Linked DNA regions of Mus musculus: region 1 is linked to region 2. Evidence: chromatin contacts called from public Hi-C data. All regions are on one chromosome and are shown on one strand. The core of a region is the stretch at or near the end of the contact, and the rest is flanking DNA. Distances in the headings are between cores, read along the strand shown.

Region 1 (6,758 bases), core at 3,361-5,860, 200 kb before region 2:
GGTGATGCTTCAGCTGTTTGGGACACCCGGATGGCCTCCTAGAACCCTCTGTAACTCCAGTTCTAGGGATCCAATGCCCTCTTTTGGCTCCTGTGGCTCTGGCCACAACTGTGGCAAACACCCATACATGTAAAATGATTAATAAACTAATAAAATAGAGGCATGGGATTTTTACAGGTGATTGGGCTGGAGGGCTCTGCCTTCCAGGTGGGATTAAGGATGCAACTGATGATTGACAGGGTGGTTTGTTGTCACAGGAGTGCGCTTCCCAAGAAAATGAGTTCTGTCTAATTTCCTTTCGTCTGCCTAGTGTTTGCCTCTCAGCTGTGATGATTTGGCCAGACTGCTTTAGAAGATAAGGCCCCTTGATCTTGGACTTCCAGTGTCCAGAACTATGAAGCAAACATCTTCTATAGTTTAAAACTTACCCACTTTGTGGTTTTGTGTTATACCTACAAGAAGACAATATCCTTATTTCCTTTTTTATGGGTGGGGGTTTCGAGACAGGGTTTCTCTGTGTAGCCCTGGCTGTCCTGGAACTCACTCTGTAGACCAGGCTGGCCTCAAACTCAGAAATCCACCTGCCTCTGCCTCCCGAGTGCTAAAGGTGTGCGCCACCACACCTGGCTATTTGCTTTTTAAGAATTATTTTTACTTACACATATATATGTGGGTGTTTGTGACCAGAACAGGGTACTGGATCTCTTGGAACTGAAGTCATAGTAATGTGTGTGCTGGGTGGGAACCAAACTAAGCAGCAAGCACTCTTACCCTCTCAGTCATCGCTCCAGTCTCAGCAGCACCGTTCGTTCCTCAGAGCACCGTCCAGGCTGCCTTTGCCATCACGGAGCCTGGGGATTCTGATGAGCCTGTGCTACAGGGACAACAGCCTGAGTCGGACCGCCGGAGAGAAAGTGGACATTCACGGTATGGCTTGGAGTCAGAGCAACTCCTGTGTCCCTGGATGGTCTGTTGGAGGCAAAGGAGCGCCAGCAGGCACTGGACACGTACTTTAGGCACCTGATCTCACAGAGGAGGGAATGAGGCCTGGGAAGGTAGGTTTTCACTCCACGGTACCCCAAAATGCCTCCTCATGCTGACTTGTGGATAAGATTTAGACCTGAGTCTTTCTCCCTGTGCCAGAGGAGATGTCAGGTGTCTTGCTCAGTTACGCTCCTCCCCTTTATTTAACTCATTGATTATCTTTTACATAATATATGTGTAAGGTGTATGTGTTCATATGAGTGTGTATGTGTATAGGGTGTGTGTGTTCATATGAGTGAGTTTGTGTGTGTTCATATTGAAAGAACCTAGTGGGGAAACCCCCACTCAATTTCTGTTCGCCGCGCACCCAAGAATCACGAACAGACAACCATCTTGATGTAAAAGCATGAGGTAGTTTAATGACGGAGCTCTGGGCCGACACGCATCTCCCACAGGAGACAGAGGTGTCGACCACATGGTGGAGCCATAATGGCGGAGCTCTGGTTCAAAATGTATCTCACACAGGAGACAGTGGTTTCGACCCTGAGGCTTGGAAACTAGGGACTTTTATAGAAAAGGGGTGGGGCTGGGGGAGGAATTGGCGCGGTTTCACATGATTGGTCCATTTAAACATCAACAGTCAGAAGGGCGGGAGATAGGGAGGCACTAGGACAGTCAGGACATATGACGACGGGCCTGCCCGGGCATGTCCTGGCCTGTTCTGCTATGTTCTCAGCCCCAGGTTTCAAAGCTCACAAACAACTCTTTGGGCTATTTGACATAAATTACATGAATCACATGTCTCAAGTTTTATTTCCTTTCAATATGAGTGTGTGTTTGAAGTTGTGATAAAGGTCTCCCTTGATCACTTTCGACCTTGTTCATTGGAGCAAGGCCTCTGACGTGAACTCAGAGCTTGCTGACTGGGTTAGTCTGACTAGCCAGCCTGCTCTGGGCATCCACAGCCTCTCTCTGCCTTCTGAGTTCTGAAGTTACAGATGGAATCCCATGGGCACCTGGTATGTTCATGAAGGCTGGGGATTTGAACTTGGAACCTTGAGTCAGCAGAGAACCATCATCCTTTAACCCAGCTACTGTGACTTTCAATTGGTTCTGAGACTTCTTCATGCTTCCCCCCCTACATCATAACTGACCCAGGGTAAATGTCCCAAACTGTACAAGCCCCCTCCTCAGTCCTAAGGGGAGGCATTTTGGAGTCATTTGCACTGACTTGGGGTCTCTTCTAGTGAGTCTCTTCTGGTCCCGGCTTGGCACAAGGGAGCTGGGTTATGAAGCATCGCCCCAGATGCAGCTGCCTTCAGCCTGGAGGTTACCTAGCCTCAGTGTAAGCTTGAGCAAGGTACCTGTCAGGCTAGTCATCAGGGTTCAGAGATGCCTGCTCCCATGTCCCTTATACTGGGGGCCACAATGAGAATTCAGAGTATAACTCAAGTATACCCTTTAATAGGCTGGACCAACTGAAAAAGCCACACACAATTAAAAGCAAAGAATGAAATAAAACCTCCTAGTCAGAGGAAACATCGGCGGAGACTAAGACACGAGTCCTGTCTCACTAACTGACAGTGAGTTCACGTCGTCACTTATACAAAGGTGACAGTAATTCCTGTCTCAGAGGGTGTGATCTGTGTGCCAACAGGGACTGCTTCATTTCCTAAATTTAAATTGCTCTTAGCTCTGCCAGCCTTTTCTATCCAACTCAGTCTGACTCCAGGCCGGAGGCAATCAGTCTTCACCATCAGTGGACGAGCCTGCCCAAAGCCTGCCTCCCCAAAGCCTTGCACAGCTCACAGCTTTGGGGACTGGATTACTCTTGTGTTGCTGTGACCAAGACACCTGATAGAAACAGCAGAAGTCCATCATGGTAGGGAAAGCATGACAGTGGGAGGGGAAAGAGCTGGCTGGAGGCTCAGGGGGTCAGATAAAAGGAAAAGAAGAACTCACAAAGTAGCAAAGACCAGCTACAATGTTACATTACGAATTGAGCATTTTTGTATTTTTTCCCATTTTAATGTGTGTGTGTGTGTGTGTGTGTGTGTGTGTGTGTGTGCTTGGTGCTCACAGGGGCCAGAAGAGGATTTCAGATCTCCTAGGACTAAAGTTGTAGAAGGCTGTGAGTTACAGTGTGAGTGCTGGGACTTGAACCCTGGTCTTTTGAAAGAGCAGTGCTCTTAATCATTGAGGCATCTCTCCAGCCCTTTCTTTTTATTTTTTGAGACAGGACGTCAGGTACTCGAGACTGGCCTTGAACTCTTGTCCTTCTTGCCTCCACCTCCTTCGAACTGGGATTCCAGGCGTGTGGTACCACACCCAGCTATAAATACAGCTTCATAGCTGCTCTTTTTCACCTGATGCCACACTGCCAGTCACTGAAGCAATGAGCTCTGTTGGCAGCAGGGAGAAGCAGGTTTTCTGCACAGACTGCGTGGGAAGCGATGCTTGGAGACACCATGTGGCTTCAGTCCAGGCACAGTCCTCTGCACGGTCCTCTACACAGTCCTCTGCACAGTCCTCTGCACAGTCCTCTGCACAGTCCTCTGCATGGTCCTCTACACAGTCCTCTGCATGGTCCTCTGGAGGAGCTGACTCCAGGACAGGGGAGGCAAGGGCTACAGCACCCTGAGTCCTGCTTCCCAACATCCCTGCTCAGCTTGTAGGGAGATGAGCCCACTGCCCATCATGGAGAGGTGATGGAGATGCAAACTGCTCCCAGGCCCTGCACTTTCTTTCTTCTTGCCAATGGCTCCAGGGTTCAATGAGGAGAACCAGAGCTTGTACAGGGTGAAGAGGGAGTGGCCAGGAGGAGCTACCCCAAGCTCCCCAGGACTTTACCTCCTGCGCTCTGTCAACCAGCTCCTCCCTTCAGCCATGGTGAGGCTGCTTCCCTCATGCTTGGGAGACATTGGCTTCTGCTGTCTCCATTCTCCCTGGGGTGCTCCTGTCCTCCTCATGGCTTGTCACCTGAGCCAGCAATCAGCCACTGTTCCCAACATCTCTGAGTGGGATCTACTCTTGGGCCTGCTGAAGTTGAGGTTGCCTCTGGAAGTTGTAAGGATTGCCGGGAAGGCCTCCACAGCAGTCCCCACTCAGGAAGGCCTCCACAGCATCCACCTCTCCATCCTCCCTTCTTGGCTGCTCTGACACCAAAGGGCTTGGATAGGACTCACTGGCTCCGGAGAGGCCGGGGTTGGCCTAGACCAGTGGTTCTCTACCTGTGGGTTGCCACCCTCGAGGGGGCAGGTTAAAGGAGCCTTTTACAGGGGTTATAGCAAAGCTACAGTTATGGAGTAGCAACAAGAATAATTATATGGTTTGGGGGTCACCACAGCACGAGGAACTACTGTATTAAAGGGTCATAGGCTTAGGAAGGTTGAGAACCACTGGCCTGGACTAAGTGTGTTTTCTGTCTTCTATCTTGAAGGATGCTGTTTAGCACAGACAAGTGTCTTTACTGCCATGTGTGGTAGCAGGTAGAGTCACCCCTGGGACTGTGGCTCCCCAGCTCTCTCCAGTGGCGTCCTGCTGGGAGCCACTGGAAACCAGCCATTTGGGAGCATTCAAACCATGCGTGCCTGCACACCATGAGCACCGCACATCAGAGCTTCCTTCCCTCCTAGAACAGCACACCAGCCCAGCCCTGGCCCCTCCCACTGACTGAGAGGCCACCCTATGAGGACCAGAGTGGACAGAGGAGTAAATGACGCTGATGCCTAGGGAGACAGAGTGAACAACGGCAAGAGTGCAGCACAGGTGTGGCGACTCACACCTGCAATCCCAGAACTCTGGAGCTTGAGGCAGGAGGGGCGGAGTTTTAAGGTCATCCTCATTTGCATAGCAAAATGGGACCAGCTTGCTTATGTGAAACCGTGGAGTATGTGTGTTGTGTGTGTGTGTGTGTGTGTGTGCGTGTGTGTGTTTATTTGCAGGCTTGCTTTTGAGGCTAGCTTAGGCTTGTGGTCATTCTCCTGCTCCAGCTTCATGAGGTTGGAGTTAGTGGCTAAGAGCTATGTAGCCTTGCTTATGCCGAATCTCCCTGCTTTTTAGTTCTATCTTCCCATTTTCTGGGGAGCATAAACGGTAAACGGTACAGCTTGGCAGAAGGGGTGGAGTATCAGAAGCGTTCACGTTGGTAAGGGCCTTCCATCCCCTGCCCTTGTAGACTGTGAGGGCTTACGTTTGTCACAGAGCAAAGCTCTCTAGTTTGTGTTACTGGTAAGTCCTTCCTCCTCGCCCCTTCCTTCCATGGAACCAGCTTGCAAGAGAGCTGCTATTTCTGTCTCAGTCAGGAAGCTGAGGGCTCAGCCACCACCACCCCAGATGCTGGCCCAGGCACTAACCCTGCTGCATGCAGGTGTCATGACAGCCATTTTCTCATGTGCTTGCTCTCGGGCTACACCCCACCCACCGTGATGCACTCCTGAGGATGCTCAATGCTGCACCTTGACCTTGTTTAAACTTCCAATTCTTTCCTGGTAGGATGAATATATGAAAATATATAAGTATATTTAGGATGAATATACTAAAACAGACTCATATTTATTTTGTGTACGTGCACCATGGGGTCAGAAGACCACTTTGGGAGTCAGTTCTCTCCTTTCACCATGGAGGTCTGAGGTTTGAACTCAGGTCATCAAGCTTGGTTGCAGGTCCCTTTACCCACTAAGCCATATTGCTGCTCCCAGGATAACATCAAACCCCTGATGTATTTCTCAGCACCTCTGTCTACACCACCTCAAGAGAAAAAAGCGTGGGGACACATTCACCTCCCCTCTCTCACCCTCTGCCCCTTGACATCGTTGTGTATCTACTGCGCCATCCGTTCGTTCCCAGGACCCTGAAGGACCCCCTGCGTTTTGAGCATCTCCTGTAACATCTCAGGGGTGCTATTCTCCCTGCAGCGTAACTGTGCCCCTGCTTTGTCACCACACTGTGGCTGGGTCTTGCTCTCCCCACCTTAAGCTCTTTTCAGTGTTCCACTTGGGTCTGATTTTGAACTTGTAAATGTTTTCTGCTCTGTTTCCCTTCTGGATCTGCTGCTCTCTAACTCCCTCCCTGTTCCCTTCCAAGGTTGCAAATACGCAAATAAGATAGGCAGCTCCAGGGCCAGGTGCTTCAACCTCCAAGCTCTGCAGACTTGTCTCACCCGGGTCTCCACTGCCCATCCAGCCCTAGGCTACACGTGTTCTTTCTTTGTATCCTTCCATCCTTGCCTGGGGCCTTTTAAGATCCCCAGACTCCTGCTGTTCTTCTGAGCTAGTATTTCTTTTGCGTGCACACTCCTGGAATTACAGGCTGAGCATGCCCACTCCCTTCTTTTCTATGTGGGTTTGAACTCATACTTGTGTGACAAGCACTTACCCACTGATCTGTTCCCAGCCCCCACTCTAGGGTTTCCTAAGTTACTGTATCTCTCCTCACTCATTCTTCTCTCCCTTTAGAAACTGGCCTGCTCCCAAGGTTGGTCCTGGCAGATCCAGCCTCGAGTCTCTGTTGAAGTTTGCCCTTCTCTCTCGTCTTGCTCTCCACTCCATTTCCTCTTTCCAAATGCAGATTTCAGAGTAGCCACTGTCTCTTCACTTCCTCTATTGAGTTTGAAATTCTGGAATGTGTGTTTTGAGTTCCCCAAAGCCTTTCTGTGGGCTGTGTGTGTCCTCCATCAGAGAGGCCTCTGTCCTCACACTAAGAGCAAGGGACCCTGGTCCCCTGGATTGTTGCTTTTCTTCCCCTGAACAGTGACAAGAATCTCATGGTTAGTT
Region 2 (6,490 bases), core at 244-2,743:
GATATAGTGGCGCATGCCTGTTACCCTAATCCTCTGGAAGGCCAAGACAACAGGATCTCCACTCCAAAGTTATTCCAAAGTTAGACTGGACTATGTGTGAGACTCTGTGTTGAGTGGAAAGAAGAAAGGGAGGGGGAGGGAGAGGGGAGGGAGGAAAAGGAGAAGCTGGGGAGATGGTTCGTGGTTAATATGTTTGCTGCTTAAGTATGAAGCTCAGAGTTCAAATCCCCAGAAACCACAGAAATGCCAGGTGGGTGTGCTGGCCCACCTATAATATCAACCTTAGAAGGCAGAGACAAGAGATCCCCTAGGGGAGAGAATGGAGGAAGGTTTTTCGGAGGGGAAACCAGGAAAAGGTTTAACATTTGAAATGTAAATAAATATCTAATAAAAAAATGTTTAAATGTTTAACAGGAAAAGAGAGAGAGAGATCCCCTAGCAAGCTGGCTGGCCAAATCTGTGAGCTCTGGGTTTGATTGAGAGACCTTACTTCAGTGAACGGAGTGGCTGGTTTCTGCCATCAGCCTTGGATCTGCACATGCATGTGTGCACCCACATATGTGTGCCTCCACACACACGCAAGCATGTACGCGAACACATGAAGTAGTACTGTGTGTCGTCACTCATCTAAAGTCCCAGAGTAGTTCAAACAGAGATGGTGGCCAGAGGCTGGGGACAGGGAGAGGAGAGCTTATGTTTAACAGAGACTTCAGTGTGGGAAGATGGGGAAACTGCACCTGGACGTTGGTGAGGGCTGTGCAGAGACTTGAGTGTAGTCAGAGCCCTAATCATGAGTAATGACGAAGACTAGAAATGTGTGTGACGTGCGATTTGCCACAGTTTCAAAAAGAAACAAAAGCAAGGCAATGTGGGAGGACCCCAGAGTCAGGCCAGTGTGCAAGGTGCTGGCTATGCAAGGTAGAGAACCCAAGCTGTATCCCCTGAACCCACAGAAAAGAAGACGTGCAGCGTGGGGCCAAGACCCCAGTCTCCCTATGGTCAGATGAGAGATGGAGACAGGCAATCGCCAAGAAGCCAGCTAGCCCAGGCTACAGAGGGAAGCAGCAGAAACAAGAAAGATCCTTTCTCAAAAAGTGGAAGGCCAGAACCAGCTCCCAGAATGCCCTCGGACCTCCACACATATGCCTGGCACAAGAGCAACATATAAAACACAACTGAAAAATTACAAAAACAGGAAGAAGGAATCTGGGGTGGGGCTCAGCAGGAGCAGGCTTCAGTTGTCAGCACTGGGGTGTGGGGATGCAGGAAAAACAAGGGAAGGTTGAAACAGCTACCCCAAGTTCCTGGATGGGTCGCTGACCACCTGTGAGGAACCCTAGAGACTGTCAGCAAAGACCCACAGTGCTGTCACGAGGCAGAGCCAAGAGCTAAAGTCCTTTCTCATGGTTTTCTCTGGCTCTCTGGGCAGTGGGGGGAAGGGAGAGCGGTGGGGGTAGGGGGAGGAAATGATGGCATGGCCTCACTTCTGGGTGCCTGGCAGTCCCCTCCTCCCAGGCAGTGAGCAGAGGAGGTCACTGCTGACTCGCAGGCCAGCAGTGGTGATGGCTGCTGGAATGAGAAAATTTAGTTGACGTTGATAAGCACTTAAATTGGATAATGTGTCAGGCCTCATTTGTATCAATTCTCTTTCTTGGGTTCAACAAGATGGAGGCAAGCACACAGGAATTAGCAGGCGGAAAACAAGAGCCTGAGAGCGGGAGGCCGAAAGGGAAGGAGGAGGAGGCAGTGGCCAGAGCAACAGAAGTTCTAAAAAGTCGCGCATAGCCACTCTGAATTCATCCGATGTCAGCCGACCCTGGGAGCTACACAGGGTGAGGACTGGCTAGTTACAGCCCGCCAGCTGTTCTCTCGATTTGGAACCCTCATGGCCAGGCAGGTGGTGACCTATTCACTGCATCTGTGGTGGCCAGAACGAGGTGGGCGGTCTGTCAGTCCACAGCTAGCGCTCAGAAAACCAGGCAGCTTCTGTGTACTCTGGCTCCGCATTCAGCCAACAAACGTGGATGGAGATACTTAAGGAACGAACTGTCTGTACTAAACACATACAGATACTGCTGGTCCTTATTCACCAACCAATTTAATAGCGACCACCATAAAACTACAATGTAACTATTATATAGCCTTATGTTTCTCTCTCTCTTTCTCTTTCTCTCTCTCTCTCTCTCTCTCTCTCTCTCTCTCTCTCTCTCTCTCTCTCTCTCTCTCTCTCTCGCCAAAGCTAGCCTCAAATCCTGTATGTACCCGGATGTGACCTTGAACTCTTGATCTTCCTGCCTCTACCTCCCTAGTACTGGGATTACAGGAGAGCCCCACCTTGCCTGGAGCCTAGGCATTGTGCTAGCCCCAGTCCCAGCATCTACGTTCCATTAGGCATTTTGAGGACCCTAGGGATAACAAGTTATCCAGGAGGATGTGTACAGGTGATACACAACACGGCACCGTCTTTTATGAGGAACTTGAGCACCGTGGGTTTTGGTGTCTTTGGGGGTCCTAGGAGCAGTCCTTCCAGACAGTGAGGGATAGCTGCTTCCTGTTAAGTGAAAGAAACATGACTCTGGATAGAAGGGATCGGTGGCTGGAGAACCACTTTGCTTTGTTTTGAGACGATGTCTCCTCACTATGCCGCCCCAGCTGGTCTGGACCTCACTGCATAGTCCAAAATGCCCTCAGATTTATGGTGCTCCTCCTGCCTTTGCCTCCCGGATGCTGGGATTGCAGGCATGAGCCACCGCTCCTGGCTTTGCGACATCTCTACATTAGGTGTGATGTCAGTGTTTCTAGTCTTGCTCTCTCCCATCCACAGTGACCTTGCGTGACTGTTCCTGTCACAAATAAGGAGGAGTAGAGTATGAATCCAGGTCCCTGCGCCTTCTGCCAGCTCTCCAAGCTCCATGACAGAGGGGCCAAGGGAAAACTGGGAGAGGAGACTAGGAGCAGGGGGTGAAAGCTCTAGAGGGTGGGCAGGCAGAAAAGAGTGGCCAGGGGAAGGGAAGGTCCAGAGGCCTCCTGACCTTTGCGCCCGTCCCTCTGGAAGTCCACGTGGCACCATTCACCATCATTGACCTTGCGGCTAGACGCCCGCAGCTTGATGCCCCCGGAGCCCATGTCCAGCAGAAGGTAGAGGTAGCCATCCAACAGCTCCATGGCAAAGTAGTCGGCCCTCTGGGTAGAACTGTGACTGCCTACCCCGGCCCCAGCCCGCCGGCCCTGGCTGAAGAGCAACAACCCATTGGGCTCAGTGGTTCTGAAGTCCAGGGAGATGGAACCAGTGCGCTTGGCGCTCCAGCGGGGCAGTGCGACAAAGGCCTCAGGACTCTCAAAGGTCACAGGGTCCAAGGCAGCCACATCCTCACAACGGAAAGACAAATCCCCCTGCAGCTTCATCTTCGGGTCCCCTTCCTTAGCCAGTCGGGACAGCTCCAGCTTGAAGTCATTATTCTTGTAGACCACCTGTATGGAGGAGAGGGGTCTGGGTAAGGAAGCGGAAGCAGCCTTGGGTCTGACTACCAAGGGTCTCCCTCCCTGGCTACCATGGTCCATCGACACCCACCCATCCCAGCAGTCCCAAGCTCAGCACCATCAGCCCATAGGGCTCAGGCCTCTGTTCTCAAGCTATACAGTCCCCTCGCTGCCTCTCTCCGGTCTTCCAGCCCCACACTGGCCAGGAAGCTCCTTCTGTGGGCTCCTGGGTCCAGCTCAACTGTCATTCACAATGACAAAAAGGCGGGCCACTGTTGCTACCGTCACTATTTCCTGAGTCTGAGTCTCAGGAAGCTTAGGATAGCTTCAAACTCACTGAATAGCTAAGGACGACCTTGAGTTTGTCTGCCTGCCTCCACCTCCCACACACTGAGATCGCATGTGTGCACTACCACGCTCAGTTGTAGTGTGCTGATAGAACCCATGGGGGCATGTGTGCTGGGCAGGCGTCTGTCCGCTGATGTCCCTGACCTGCCTGCTCTCTTCTAATGGGTTAACTCCTGTCTATGTTCTGTACAGAGACTGACATAGGAAACCACCCTTCATCTACACATCAGACAACCCACGAGGTGGAATGACTTGGCCAACAGAGCCAGTGAGGGAAAGACATGTGCCTGAAGACAGACATTTGAAGACACGTGAAGACACGTGCTTTGGCCTGCAGCCTTCCCTGTGGACCTCAGCTCTGAAAAGCCTCCGAGGAGAGGGAGTTTCAAGGCCAAAGAAACAGAAAGGGGTGACTCCCCTCCACGTGAGTCAATAGCTTCAGGCTTTAAAGAAGAGTCACATCCCACCAGAGACTCACAAGGGACAGAGGCCAGGGCAGACTAAATCACAGGGCAGGCTGGCCAACCACAGCCCTACTCACGTCCTTGAGGCAGCCCATGAAGTTGTTGCTGACAGGTGAGCCAGGCAGGTCGGCTGTGTTGGGGCTGCCCCCAATGTAGAAGAAGTCATCAGAGCCCAGCATGGTGTAATCCTCCTGCGTGTAGCCTGTGGTGGTCAGGATCCCGTCCACCGAGATGGTCACCTGCCCAGCCCGAGGAGGGGGAGAGACAGGAGACAACCGACATCAACACCCAGGGAAGAGCCACAGGCGGGCAAGGGAGGGACCAGGGGGCAGTGGGGGAGGGGGACCCCCATTTTTATGTCTGCTTGTCTTGGAGGCGGAACAGTGGGGTGGAGAGGAGGAAGAGGGAAGAGGAAACAGCCCGAGATTTGATGGTTTCAGGGTTAAGGCCTGCCCTGCACAACCCATGGCCCAAGCCCTGCAGGTGAGAACCTGAAGGTGGCACAGGGCACTCACCATGATGGGCTGAAGAAGCAAGTCCAGGGGGATGCTCTGCACTAGGGAACCTTCCCACCAGAGAGGTGGGGAGAGGAAGCTGCACTCTCAACTTTGTCTCAACAGAGCACTGTGGCCACGTGTGTAGCTTCCCAGCCTTTCCGAGGGAGAAGAGCCCTTCCCTGCCCTTCCCTGCCCTTCCTTCCTTCCTTCCTGGGTAGCAGTGCTGAGTCTCACTTGCAGCCCCTCTGCTTGGCGCTATGTTCTTGCAGCCTTGGCTGGGGGAACAGCAGAGATAGCAGGACGGAGAGGACCAGTTAACCTGCTAGTCTTTTTTTTTTTTTTTTTGGTTTTTGGTTTTTCGAGACAGGGTCTCTCTGTGTAGCCCTGGCTGTCCTGCAACTCACTTTGTAGACCAGGCTGGCCTCGAACTCAGAAATCCACCTGCCTCTGCCTCCCGAGTGCTGGGATTAAAGGCGTGCGCCACCACGCCCGGCTTAACCTGCTAGTCTTAGGACAGGAGTTGTATGACTCCTATCAGGGCTGACTTTTACCTTTGCCACTCAAGATCAAAGGTATCCTGGTATTTTGAGTCATTAAAAAAAGTTGTTGCTCTAGAGCCTAAGCTGGCCTTGACCTTCGGCCTCTCACCTCCTGCTCTCCTGGGCTGAGATTATACATCTGGGAGAGTCACCAGTTTGCTTCCAAAGGGAACAGCCCTGTGCCGTTTCCCAGGTCACCTTCATCCTTCTCTGTAGATCCCACCCTTGCTGTTCTACCCTTAGGAACGTGAGGCCGTGAGGCCGTGAGGCCCGGGCCAACCTAAGGAAACCCCTTCCCAGGGTGGAGAATTCATATAGAAGGCAAGGAGCCAAAAACAGAGCAAGGTGTGCCTGGTGCTCAGAGAGGGCCTGGGCGCTGGTGAAGGCACACGTTACCTTTGGGGTAATCGGCAAATGTTCACCTGGTCCCTGCAAGGTTTCGTCCCCAGAAGAGCTCGGGGAGGCTTCACTCACGGCAAGGCTGGAGGGGGAGGAGGCAAGGGAGCTGTGGCTTAGGAGTCAGGGAGGCCTGGTTAGGACCTGGTTCAGGGCAAACCCACCCTGCACTTCCACAGGCTGCATCCTGGAGCCCTTCTTGTTCCCCAAAGATGCTTTAGAAGTGCTGCATTTCCAGGTAAAGTAATAAGGTAAGGGCCTGCGAGTCACACACTACCATGTCCCCTACTCTAGTCCGCAGCATAGGCTACCAGCCATTTTCCAGCTCCTGGTCTTCAGTATTCTGTTGTCAGAGGGTGGGTTAGAACTCCTAAGAGCAGGGGGACCCAAAAGTGCCCCTCCCCGTGCTTGGCTAGAGCCTCGTGGTGAACAGGGTGGGGTTGAGCAGGGTGCAGACTGAAGAAGCAACCTCCTGTGAACCATCAAACCTTGTGCTAGAAGAACTGGGTTCAAGGACAGGAGGGACGGGTATCTTGGGAGGGGGCAGTTTGAATACTTTTGAGTCTTGTTTTGAGGGGAGCATTGGTCATGATTATGTATTTCTTCTCCCCTCCACCTTGTCCTGAATCTAGGAAGAGGGGTTTGGGTAAAGGGGAAGGGTTAGAGAGGTTAGTCACAAAAACATGCAACCGAGGTTAGAGATTAGACAAGGCAGAGGGGAGGGGAGAAAGGAAGAAGAAATCAGAATGGAAGGGTTGGGAATGTC

Evidence for each region. A called contact is a pair of places that touch in the nucleus more often than the background predicts.
Region 1: a Hi-C map of bone marrow-derived macrophages shows a contact between it and region 2, with 23 read pairs. A contact is called at or near these places in 4 of 39 promoter capture datasets (the C10 cell line, the HPC-7 cell line, cranial neural crest and 1 more), 54 of 484 Hi-C or Micro-C datasets (the 63-12 cell line, the AML12 cell line, CD4 T cells and 39 more), 20 of 130 datasets of targeted methods (CD8 T cells, the HPC-7 cell line, the NIH/3T3 cell line and 12 more) and 2 of 9 other capture datasets (adipose tissue and pancreatic islet).

What each region holds. Positions count from the first base shown.
Region 1 is chr19:6,668,568-6,675,325 of GRCm38.p6, reverse strand. No RefSeq gene overlaps it. Among named protein-coding and RNA genes, the nearest start is that of Gm32245, 100 kb to the right of the region's middle.
Region 2 is chr19:6,470,299-6,476,788 of GRCm38.p6, reverse strand. Nrxn2 (neurexin II) reads right to left here. Exons shown (of 23, transcript NM_001205234.2): 8 at 4,370-4,531; 9 at 3,033-3,471. Among named protein-coding and RNA genes, the nearest start is that of Gm52381, 24 kb to the left of the region's middle.